Regions from separate parts of the Hordeum vulgare genome. Here all the other regions are linked to region 1. The links are chromatin contacts, called in public Hi-C maps. All regions are on one chromosome and are shown on one strand. The core of a region is the stretch at or near the end of the contact, and the rest is flanking DNA. Distances in the headings are between cores, read along the strand shown.

Region 1 (3,574 bases), core at 117-2,616:
ATGAAAAACTTCCTATTTGGGTCTTTATGAGACTAGTGTAAACAAGTGGTCACGATAGTTAGATTCTCGTTTGACACAACAAAGTTGTCTTTGGGGTGTGTGTTGATCTTTATTGCCTTAATTTGACCTTTGATAGTTAGGTTTATTCTTGCTACACTTAAACCATCTTTTCAATCAAAGCCTGAGCCACACTCGTGGTGAATGAACGGTGGCAATGTTGCGAGCGGAAACGAACGGTGACGTTGCTCCTGTGTAGGATCCCATGATGGCGAAAACTTGGCATTCATCACTTCTCTCCTTAACGGTGCATGTTGCAAGAGACAATTGGAGAAGTCATGACACTTAGGTGAGTGGAACAGCTAGGGAATATAATCCAGCTTTTGCATACACTTTAGATGGAAGTATGATTCCCCTTGTATTCTCAAGCAAACCAGCCCATGACTGTAAGAGGGGAGGAATATAGAAATTTACTTGTTAATGCCCGACATATGGAAATGAGTGTACATTCAGAATAAATTCTTTGTGAATGTGGCTAAGTGTCTTTCCCAGAGTTGCAAATGAAAACTTCCCACTTGAGTCTTTTTGGGACTGCTATCAACCATTGGTCTCGAGGCAGCAAGATTCTCATTGACACAAAAAAAGTTAATTTTATTCGTATCATACAAAAAACCACCACTTCAATTGTACAAAGCCCAAGCCACACTCAATGAATGGACGACGTTGTTGTGCGCAGTCACATGTCAGCTCTTGTGACCCTTTTTCCAAAGAAATGTAGGCTCTTGTAACGGTGAAAGCTTGGGGATCAATCATCTCTTCTATATGCTGCACATCGGAAAAGGGGATTAAAATTTGTTCATACAGTTCACATATCATACATAAACACGTGAACACGGACTCCCTAATATTTTAGATCAATCCCTACGCACCCACAAGAACTACAAACAACTTATGTGACACCCTTCAGCAAAACAACAAAGAAGAGGGGAAGCTCGATCCAGCCGCGGCTTTTGCGCGTCCGACCGACCAAAAAATTGAACTAAAATTCCCGCGCACTCGAACCGATCAAACATAGTATCGAAACAATCAAGCCATTGATTAATCGCGACCCGAGGCCAGTGGCGCGGCGGGTGAGGGAAAGAAAAAAAAAAGGCACAAACCTAATAAAATTTGAAAATAAAAAAACACACGGATCAGATGTGGTCCTCCGGGGGCCCTTAGATTTTCCCTGGATAAATTATGTGCCATCCGTTGGATTTTGACAGGAACCGTAGGGAGGGTTGAAAGGGCCTTGCGCTTTTTTTTTTTTTTTTTTTTTTTTGAGGCGCCATACTTTCAGTTACGGTAGGGAGATAGAGAGGGAGAGATAGGGAGAGAGGGAATCGGTGGTTTGTCCCCGCCTACCTCTCCCGGCTTCTATTTAACAGAGCCCTCCTCCTCCCTCCCCTCTCATTCCATCTCCCAACCAAAAACCTCGCCCACTTCCTCTCCCATTCCTCGACCCCCCCTCCCGAAGAAGGCGGCGGCAGCAGGAGCTGGGTGCCAGTGCGGGGAGTGACCGGCGCGTGGAGATGAAGTATGTGCTGGTGACCGGCGGCGTGGTGAGCGGGCTGGGCAAGGGCGTGACGGCCAGCAGCATCGGCGTGCTCCTCAAGGCCTGCGGCCTCCGCGTCACCTCCATCAAGATCGGTAACCGCCTCCTCCTCTCCGCCCGCTTCTCCCGCCGCCGGTTCCCCATTTCTTTCCTTTCCTTTCCTTCGCCGGTCAAAAACTCAAAACCGGAAGAGAGAGAGAGAGAGAGAGACGGAGGTAAAAAGAAAAGAAAAGAAAACAACGGCCGTCTGCTCGGCTCTGCTCCTCGGTAATGGCGACCACGTGATCTCGCAGCGCACCAACGTGTCCTCCTCTTTGTTTTTTCTCTGTTCTTGGTCCACTCCAATCTCCAAGTTTCAAAACCACCGGTACCATAGCATCTACTCCTAGTTTCTTAACTAACTACTTCTAGCTAGCTAGCTAGTTAGGTTAATTACCGGTACGTACGGTTTCCTTCTTCCCAGATCGCAGAATCAACCAACTCCCGTCCCCAAAAAACAGAGCAAAATGCATGCACCCTGCAGGTTCATTTTTTACAAACAACAGCCTTGAATCTTGATGCTTTATGTGTTTCATTCACAAGATAGATAGGTTTCATATATAGTACGGCGTTCTTGATAGTAGTATTTATTTCGAATTTTTTCCTCTGTTTCATTTGTTATGCTACTCCACTAAACAAACAGCAACTGTCTTGAGGTTAAGTTTTCGTTTTGGGTGCGTTGGCTTTGGAGAATCTCTGATACTTTGCAGTTGTATGTCGGCCAGTGTCACTGTCCGGGTTCCTTGAGACACATGAACTCCTCTCACTTGTCAGGTGTATTTTATATAGTATATAACATGACATGGGGATGGGCCGGTAATCCGGGTCAAATTTGGCACCTCGTGCTCTGCTCGCTCAGGCAGATTTTTTGTCTCAACCCAAACTTTTCTCTTGTTTTGAAAGGCTAGCTCAAACTTTCTGTCTCTTGACCCGGGCCAAGTGCCATGAACCTTTCTTGGGTCTACTTGTTTAATCTTTGTTAGTGTTAGTACCACTAAAAAACTGTATTTTCCCTTGTCCTATCTGTCATGTACTGTGCATCTTGGGTCTAGCAGTAGCACTAGTTCTTTAACAAATCCTTCCTCTAGATTAGTATAATAACGAGATGATAATAATCTGCACTCACCAACGGCCATCTTGTTTATTTTCTCACTGCCATGCCCATGTGATGTGCAGATCCGTACCTCAACACCGATGCCGGAACCATGTCCCCCTTCGAGCACGGCGAGGTCTTCGTCCTCGAAGACGGCGGCGAGGTACCCATTACCACTAGCTGCTGCTTCACCATCAACCTCTCAGTGCTAAACCACTCTAATAAACTGTACTAAACCACTTCTCACAAGCTTATTTGGGGGCTCACTCTGAAATACTCAAGTGTATTTGGGTTATCAAGGAATTTCAGAAAGTGCACCAACCAACCATGGATAACAAAATGCCACCTCTACACCTAGTACAAGATAATGCCACGTCAGCGCCCCAAATTTTGGCACTTGTCCACTTGTCAAAAGGGGCACACTTTTCTTATCTTCTTCCATGTCTTGGTATTCTTAAAAGTTAAAACTCAGCTAAGCATGGCATAATTGCATATCTTTTTCGTTCTTTCGTCGGCTCAAGGGACCGCGTTTTGATATCCCTCTGTCATTTTTTTGGGTCAAAGGTGGACTTGGATCTTGGAAATTACGAGCGGTTTTTGGACATCAAGTTGACCCGCGACAACAACATAACCACTGGGAAGATCTACCAGGTGATCCGGGATATATGATCAGTCTTTGTCTTTGTCTTTGTCTGAATGCACATTGGACTTGAAGGCTATCCAGTGAAAATTTGTGGTTTATACTTCACCTTTGACATTTGCAGACTGGTGATATTTTTTCTTGTTTGGGTACTTGATTGATTACCAGGATTTTCCATGGGACCCACAAATAATTTCTTGTGTCACTTTAC
Region 2 (3,871 bases), core at 857-3,356, 130 kb before region 1:
GACGGATGCGGTGCGCGGCGTCAGCGGGGGCCGCGGGTGGTGGCGCCGCGGTCTGGGCCAGAAACGGCATCTAACCGCCGCCTCCTCCGCTCCAGGACCGAGCGCATCGGCCGTTGCTGTAGGTTGCGCGGGCCACGTCCGGGTAGTTGCGTCCGTGGGCTCCTGCTTGCACCCGCCGCTACCGCTGCCGTCTGCCCGTGCACCAGAGCAAGCCATCACCGGCACTCTGTGGCCGCCCCAGGCGCCATCACCCTACCGCCGCGTCGATCACCAACCAAATACACCTGCCAAGTACTAAACGCCATGGCGTGCGGTCGCCGAAAAGTGGACGATGCCGGCCGGCGACGCTTGCCAAGTTCAAACCATGCGCGCGCGCGGCGGCACGTACGTGCGCACGTTAGCCGGCCAACCCAGCCAAGAGCTACGGCCAACGGCGAAACCCCACCCACGGCGACGGCGCCGCGTGTCCCACCGAGGTCCGGCCCGCCCAACGCTGCGCCGCCAAGTGTCAGGCCGGTCCAATGGCCGGCGCTCAGCTCCAGCCTCCACGGACGTTCGCCACGTACGGCGACACTTACGCACGAACTCCCACCGGATCGACACGTAGCAGTACGTGAGGGGCGCGATCAATCGAGGCATCGGGCTATCCGTCTCGGCACGTCGTGGTCACGGCCATTGTCCATGGTTTCTGGGTCCCTAACTGCCGGCCGGTTATGGAAAAGTTAGGTGTTTCTGGTGGGCGTGGAGCGGTTCGTACTATACGTAGCGTAGATGCCCCGCGTCGACCGCCCGACACGTGTGTGTAGACGGTTAGCAGAGGAGTCGGTCGTCGACGTCACACCTAAAATGACGGGACGTCAGTTGCACTAATCAATCAATTATCTCACGTGTACAGTGCTCGCTACGTTGCATCCACCACCGACTTGTAGTACGTACGTACGTAGTGCCGATCATAGTTAGAGTTTGGTTGAGCCGGTACTCACCGCCGGTAGCAAGGATCGATCGATTGTCCGGGTAAAAGTCGTGCGTGCGTGCGTGCGTGCCTAGGGTTTAACTGAGCCGGCTGCATGCACTTAGGTGGGTGACGAGGCATTAGAGTGACATACTGACATGACAATTTACTCACTTACCTAGATGATCGGTGGGTAGATGATGACTTTTGCCGCGATCGAGCACGGACATGCAATAACAAAGTTTTCTTATTTATTTTATTATAAACAGAGATTTTCTACGTGGCACGATGCCCATCATAATTGAAACCTGTCCCGCAGGAAACAAACATAATTGAAACCTAAGATCGTAGCTAGCTAGTGATCACACACGTTTTTGTAGTCGATGATAATATCTCCTACCAATGAAAGTACATAGATAAACAGACCGAAATAAAAACAGAAATACGCGAGCATCGTGCCACGTTTGGTTCGCGATGCACATCATAATTGAGACCTACAAGTACGTAGTGAAATTAAAGAATGGTAGCAAATTAGTTAGTACTAGAACAACAGCATTATGTATTATACAAGAGGCCATGCATGACTTCACTTGTCTCCCCACTCACTTATCCACCGCGTCGCGTGCGCGTGCTGGTTTAGAAAGGGATCTCGCCGGCACTAATATATCCGCATCATCCTCGATCACTTTACGGAAGAACGATATAAAAACCGCATCATTAGCGCGTCTCCAAACACTGGTCGACCCACTGACCCACACTCCCCGAGCACGATATCGATCGACCCTGCATGCGCAGCTAGCTACCGACCACGCTGACTGACGCACGGCGGGGCCGGACGACGACGACCTATATATCTCGGTCATGGCCGGGGGACGTCACCAGGGAATGGGAATGGATGCACCGCCGGCCACAGCGTCCGAGACGTACGTGTGTGCATGTGTGCGGGGCCATCGGGGTCACGACATGCGCCGACGCGATCCCGACGGATCGGGCTCGGGATTAAGAAACGCGCTGGGAACCTCCGATGAACGATCCGGTGGTTGTCGAGATGTTGTGATCACTAACCAGCCGGCCGGCCCCGACGGGATACTATAGGGATGTGTGGACCGTGACTCGGCGGACAGGTGGACCAACCGGGGGCGCACACGTTTGAGGGTGCAACTGAGCGATGACCGGAAAGCTACCTAGCACACTTATATGACTGATTTGGGCGGTTGGACTGTATGCACGCGCGGTGGCTCTTAGTTGTTAGAGCATCTACAACCGGCCCCTGCTTTTTCTCATTTCTTCCAACGGACATGTCACAATCTATCTGGATCAAAAGACTGCATCTAACGGGAGTGCGGCGTTGCAGAGGCCGGGCTCTAGTGAGCCTGATATTTCAAAAAAAAAAAGTAATATATATTTAAAAGCTTCGAAAAATATCAATTTTTTTATATAAATATATATACATGGTAGTTTAGTATGTAAAAAGTTTCATCAAGTAATTTGGCTTTTTTGCATTCTACACAAAAAAGATAACAATCTGGCCCAAATACAACAAAAATAAGGCCCATTTTAATCTGTGTATTTGTCTTTTTTTATACGCTACATAAAAACATAAACATTAGTGAAAATTTATACACGTATATTACAAATACGTATCCATGTATATGCTTTTTTCACATTTTTTTAGTATGTGAAAATGGTATTTTCGTAAAAAAAATATACCGGGCTCACTGGAGCCCGGGTGCCGCTCTGCTTTTTCGGATCTAATGGACCCTTTAAATCCTAGCTCAAATATTTGGACTGTCCTCCATGCCTAAAACGGAACCCAATGTAGGTCGGATATAACGATGCTCAGACACGGCTGCCACATCGGACCAGCCTATGCTGGCTCATTCTGACCCACATAAACTGTTGAAATTGGTAGTGGGCTTTAGGCCCATTAGGGAATTTTAGAAAAATCTCCAAGGACCCATGTAGGTGGTGGCATGACAAGGTGGTGGGAAGTTTAGTCCCACCCCGCTAGTGGAGAATAAGTTGGACCCCTTTATAAGGGTCTCTCTTCCACATGCTATTGGAGAGTGAGAAGAGAAAGTGCCCTCGCGCACTCCTCCTCGCCACGCCACGCCTCGTCGCGCCGCGGGTTGCGGGAATTAGCCGAGCCGAGCTCATACCTACGCGCTTATTTTTGTCGGTCAGGAACGAAGAATACGTAACGGACACGGCACGATCCGAGACGTCGGATCGTGGGCTGTTACCGACTCGGACGTGGGTTCGGCCCACGTCTCTCCACCGAGCCGCCTTTATAAGCAGGCTATCGCCTACCCTAGCCGTCACGAGAATCAGATCGCATCTGCCTCACGCGTTCGTTCCTTTTGCTGCTGATGTCGCCGGCGACTCCGTCCCGTTTACCGCGTACACGGTCGACGGGAGAGCAGGCCTCCGAAACCCCGTCTCTCTGGTTCCTGTACGAGAGAGGGGCGATTAGGTTTTTGGGGAGCGATCACGCGACTACTCGCCTCCGTCCGTCTGCTTCATCTACGTCCGCGTCGCCCTCGTCATCAGCATGTCTTCACCAAGCGAAGCTGACCGTCTCGTCCGCGAGAAGGCCGAAGCCGAGAAGAAGGCAGCAGAGGATGATGCCGCTGCCACCGCTGCTGCTACGACCAATTGGTCGATCGGAGGGTATGATATGTTTATCTCTCTCCTGTTTCTGTGTGCACTAGTAGTACTGCCTATATGCGTAGATGTTTCTGCTATATGCGTAGTACTTGCTAATATACTCCGTGATCAGTATGTCATGAATCTAGTCAATGCCATGTTAGTAATTATTTCATGGATTAATCTACTCGGAAAATTATCTATTTACTCAACAATCCAAAAACCTAATGTGTGTAGGAATTTTTCGAGTAATGGTTTTGCTGTTGCACTGAA
Region 3 (3,889 bases), core at 752-3,251, 220 kb before region 1:
CTCATAACTCATGCACAAACATCGTGATAACTTTTGACCCAAGAAAAAAGTTGTTGACAAACATACACCGGTAACTTATATGAAAAATTAACATGGTAATATACGCACAATAGAGCTGATAATTTACTTAGCCGAAATGTGGTAATTTTTTGACTAGGGAAAAAAGTTGTTGAACCGCCCTTCCTGGTATCTCATGTCTACTAGCATGCTAATCTACACATATTAGGGTTGATAACTTACTTAGCCGAGAGATGGTAACTATGGGGGTTGTTGAAAAATTACATGATAAATTATGTATAAAAAGCATGATCACATGCGCACAACCAAACTAATAACTGACCCATAAACAACATGATAACTTTGATCCGGAATGGGTTGTTTGAAAACATACCCTCGATAACTTTTGTGTTAATAACAAGGTGCTCCACGCACAATATATGCACAATAGAGCTGATAATTTACTTAGATGTGGTAATTTTTTGACGAGGGAAAAAAGTGTTGAACCACCCTTTTCTGGTAACTCATGTCTCTATTATGGTAATTTACACACACCGGCATTGATAACTTACTTAGCCGAGACATGATAACTATTTTTGATTTGTGGTGGGGGTGTTGAAAAAATACATGGTGAATTGTGTGTAAAAAGCATGTTAACATGCGCACAAACCAAACTGATAACTCATCCACAAACAACATGGTAACTATGATTCGGGATGGGTTGTTTGAAAACATACCCCTGATATTTTTTTTGTTAATTGCAAGGTGCTATACACACAGTATACATGATAACTGTCCCATGCTTTAACCTTCTCGTACTGTAGTTACCACCCTTATCATGGTGTAATTATCATGTTGCTCATACTATATTTATCACGCTCGCCATACCAAAGTTATCAAGCCAATCTTTATTATTTTTTCTCATATGGCAGAAACAAGAAAGGTTCAAATAACATTGTTTATCTACAATAGACAACAACTAAAGGTGCCTTAGTTGATTATTGGGCTCAAAGTAAAAGATTTAATATTGATGTATATGGTTTTCGAGAGAAGAAAAAAAATCGATGGAATCGAGCGTGCGGGTCGCGAGAGGGAGATGGGTTACGATCGTCCGAATTTGTCGCTAACGTCCGGTCGACTGGACGTTATCATAGTCCTTATGTTTATATATGTAACCATAGATTTTTTGAAAAGCCTGTAACAAGTACGGGCATTCTACTCATAGATGTTGGTGGAAGGAGAGTAGGAAAAAAATCCGACAAAGATGAAAAGAGTGACGAAAATAAACCGATACACACCGGCTACCAAACCTATCATCATGACCGCAGACTTGCTCCTTAGAAATTGAGATCATATGAAATATCCAGTTGCAATTAATATTCCGCCTAATATTAACGTGTGTGTACACGCACGCATTTACTAGATTTAAGGAAAGATTACAAAACAGTAAAGTAAATTACAATATAGCTCTACGATCTTTTTCGAAAGGATCAACTCCATCCTCATCTTCAGTTGCCTCGAGGTTTAAGAAAAAATGCATGCAAGCAATTTTTCGAATATTCATCAACTATCGTTTCCCTTGAGTCCCAGATCGGGAGAATTGTACGGAGGCACTCTCGAGTCTCGAGATGAGAAACCCTAACTAGTGGAAACCAATATGGACGTGTTCATGTCATTCATTTATTTATTTGAAATCAAAAGCGAGTAGGAGGAGTGTTTGGTCCACAAGGGGCCGGCACTTCCTTGGGAAAAAGTTGATGGGCCGGCACTTCCTCGGAAAAAAGTTGATGGGCCGGCCCTTTCCGGTGTGGCTTTCAGAGCGGATCCGTGTGTCCAACAGGAGGATACGTGCCGAGATGCCGCCGGACGGCGACTGTCCGACGCTGACACCCACTGCCGGTGCTGCTGCTGTACCGTCCAGATCCGGTTGCCCACTGTTGGCAGCAACCCCCCTCACCGGCGGCCAGCCTCCGAGCCGAGGCCAAAGAGGAGGAGCGCGTCGAGCCGCTTGACTGCAGCGCGCGCGCGCGCATCTCCATGCCAGCAACGTGCGAGGCGCAAACCACCAGAAATCGAAACATATTTACTGCCCGTGCACGTGACTCCAGACTACACGACAGAGGAGCCGCGCTTGTGAGCGCATCGCGGCCGTCGGGAGCATCGGACGGCCAGGCGCCAGGCGGGCCGTATAAATCCACCCATCCATCCAGCCAGGTCACCCGCACCGCACCTCACCAACCTCCCCGGCCGCAGCAGCACAGCAGAGGGCAGCCCTTGGCTCCGCAGAGAGACGCGGCACCCACGATGGCGGCGCCCACCTCCTCCACCCTCGCCCCCTTCCCCCACCCCAAAACCCTAGCCGCCGCCGGAGGCTCCTCGTCCATCTCATCCTCCGTCGCCTTCTCCCCGGCCGCCTCGCACCCCGCATGCGCCCTCACACGCCGCCGGGCGGTCGCCGCCATGGTCGCGGCCCCGGCCAAGGTCGGCGCCGCCATGCCCTCGCTCGACTTCGACACCGCCGTCTTCAACAAGGAGAAGGTCTCCCTCGCCGGCCACGAGGAGGTACCCCGCACCCCCCCACTGCTTTTCATGTCTCCCGTCTCCCCTGCGGCTGCTTTCCGCTCTAATTTCTCACGATTTATCCGTTTCCTGTGCTGCCCGCAGTACATCGTCAGGGGCGGGCGGAACCTCTTCCCGCTGCTCCCGGAGGCCTTCAAGGGCGTCAAGCAGATCGGGGTCATCGGATGGGGCTCACAGGTCCACTCTCCACCTTCCCCTTTGCCCCCCCTCCTCTCTCTCTCTCGATTTACCATGACTGTCTACTCCACTGCTACTTGAGACTGTGCTTGGATGAGCACATCACTCGATGCGGTCAAACGGACCGACCGATTTCACACAGATTTGTTCTGCTCTGCTGCTGTTTGGGTTCAGAGGAGTCTGCAGGTCCGTGCGCTGGCTCTAATAGAGATTTCTCATGGTGCTTTTGCAGGGTCCGGCGCAGGCCCAGAACCTGAGGGATTCCTTGGTGGAAGCCAAGTCTGACATCGTCGTCAAGGTTAGCTATCCTCATGTAGTAGTATCCAGCTTCAGACATGGGATTGAGTTTTCACTGTCTGTTAAGTGAAAAAGTTCTGAAGCTTTGGCTTGCAGCCCTGAGCGAACACCCACAGCTAATGTTTATTGTTTTCTTCAGCTTTATAATAACTTGCACCGGGCACTGTTTTATCACTTGTTCTTGCTTAAAGTGAAAATTTGGTGCTATACAAATTGGAATATGCAAATTATGTGACAGCTTATATTCTGCGCCATTTGGTAGTATGTACTTTGGCAGTATAAATGTCAGTTGTTCAAATAGGCTGTCTTTTTGGTTTCAGATTGGTCTCAGGAAAGGTTCCAAGTCTTTTGAGGAAGCACGTGGTGCTGGATTCACTGAGGAGGACGGAACATTGGGGGACATATGGGAGACAGTTTCAGGCAGCGACCTTGTGCTGCTGTTGATCTCAGATTCTGCACAGGTGCGCATCATGCTCACCAGCTTTCTGCGTGATTTTCAGCTTTCCTTTGTTAAGTGTTTGTTTAGATTTGGCTTAGTTTCAGGATGATGTTACTTTGCATCCTGTTGTTTTAATTAATTATTATATTTAACCTGCATGTTCGATCTGGAGCATACTATCTATCATTCCCTGCATGATACATTTGACGATTCCCACCATCACTTTATTCTATCCTTGTAATTAAAGTTCTCATTTACTTTCTGCAGGCAGACAACTATGAGAAGATCTTCTCTCACATGAAACCAAACAGCATTCTTGGTTTATCTCATGGGTTTCTCCTTGGTCATTTGCAATCACATGGCCTTGATTTCCCAAAGAACATCAGCGTGGTTGCTGTA

What was found. A called contact is a pair of places that touch in the nucleus more often than the background predicts.
Region 2: a contact with region 1 is called in a Hi-C map of leaf, with 2.0 times the contacts expected there. The contact joins the enhancer-like site here to the promoter of LOC123451190 in region 1. A contact is called at or near these places in 2 of 6 Hi-C or Micro-C datasets (both in leaf) and 1 of 1 datasets of contacts at active chromatin or transcription factors (embryo).
Region 3: a contact with region 1 is called in a Hi-C map of leaf, with 2.4 times the contacts expected there. The contact joins the promoter of LOC123451209 here to the promoter of LOC123451190 in region 1. A contact is called at or near these places in 3 of 6 Hi-C or Micro-C datasets (leaf and seedling) and 1 of 1 datasets of contacts at active chromatin or transcription factors (embryo).

Annotation. Positions count from the first base shown.
Region 1 is chr1H:505,558,213-505,561,786 of MorexV3_pseudomolecules_assembly, reverse strand. LOC123451190 (CTP synthase-like) reads left to right here and starts at 1,366. Exons shown (of 20, transcript XM_045128201.1): 1 at 1,366-1,686; 2 at 2,807-2,886; 3 at 3,288-3,374. The coding sequence starts at 1,569.
Region 2 is chr1H:505,690,441-505,694,311 of MorexV3_pseudomolecules_assembly, reverse strand. No RefSeq gene overlaps it. Among protein-coding and RNA genes, the nearest start is that of LOC123451200, 68 kb to the left of the region's middle. Within about 2 kb of position 2,106, at least 3 of the 3 cell types and tissues checked have open chromatin away from gene starts, as enhancers often do. A contact at or near this core is called in leaf, where this site is marked.
Region 3 is chr1H:505,779,951-505,783,839 of MorexV3_pseudomolecules_assembly, reverse strand. LOC123451209 (ketol-acid reductoisomerase, chloroplastic) reads left to right here and starts at 2,001. Exons shown (of 10, transcript XM_045128222.1): 1 at 2,001-2,559; 2 at 2,662-2,754; 3 at 2,987-3,052; 4 at 3,372-3,512; 5 at 3,758-3,889. The coding sequence starts at 2,035.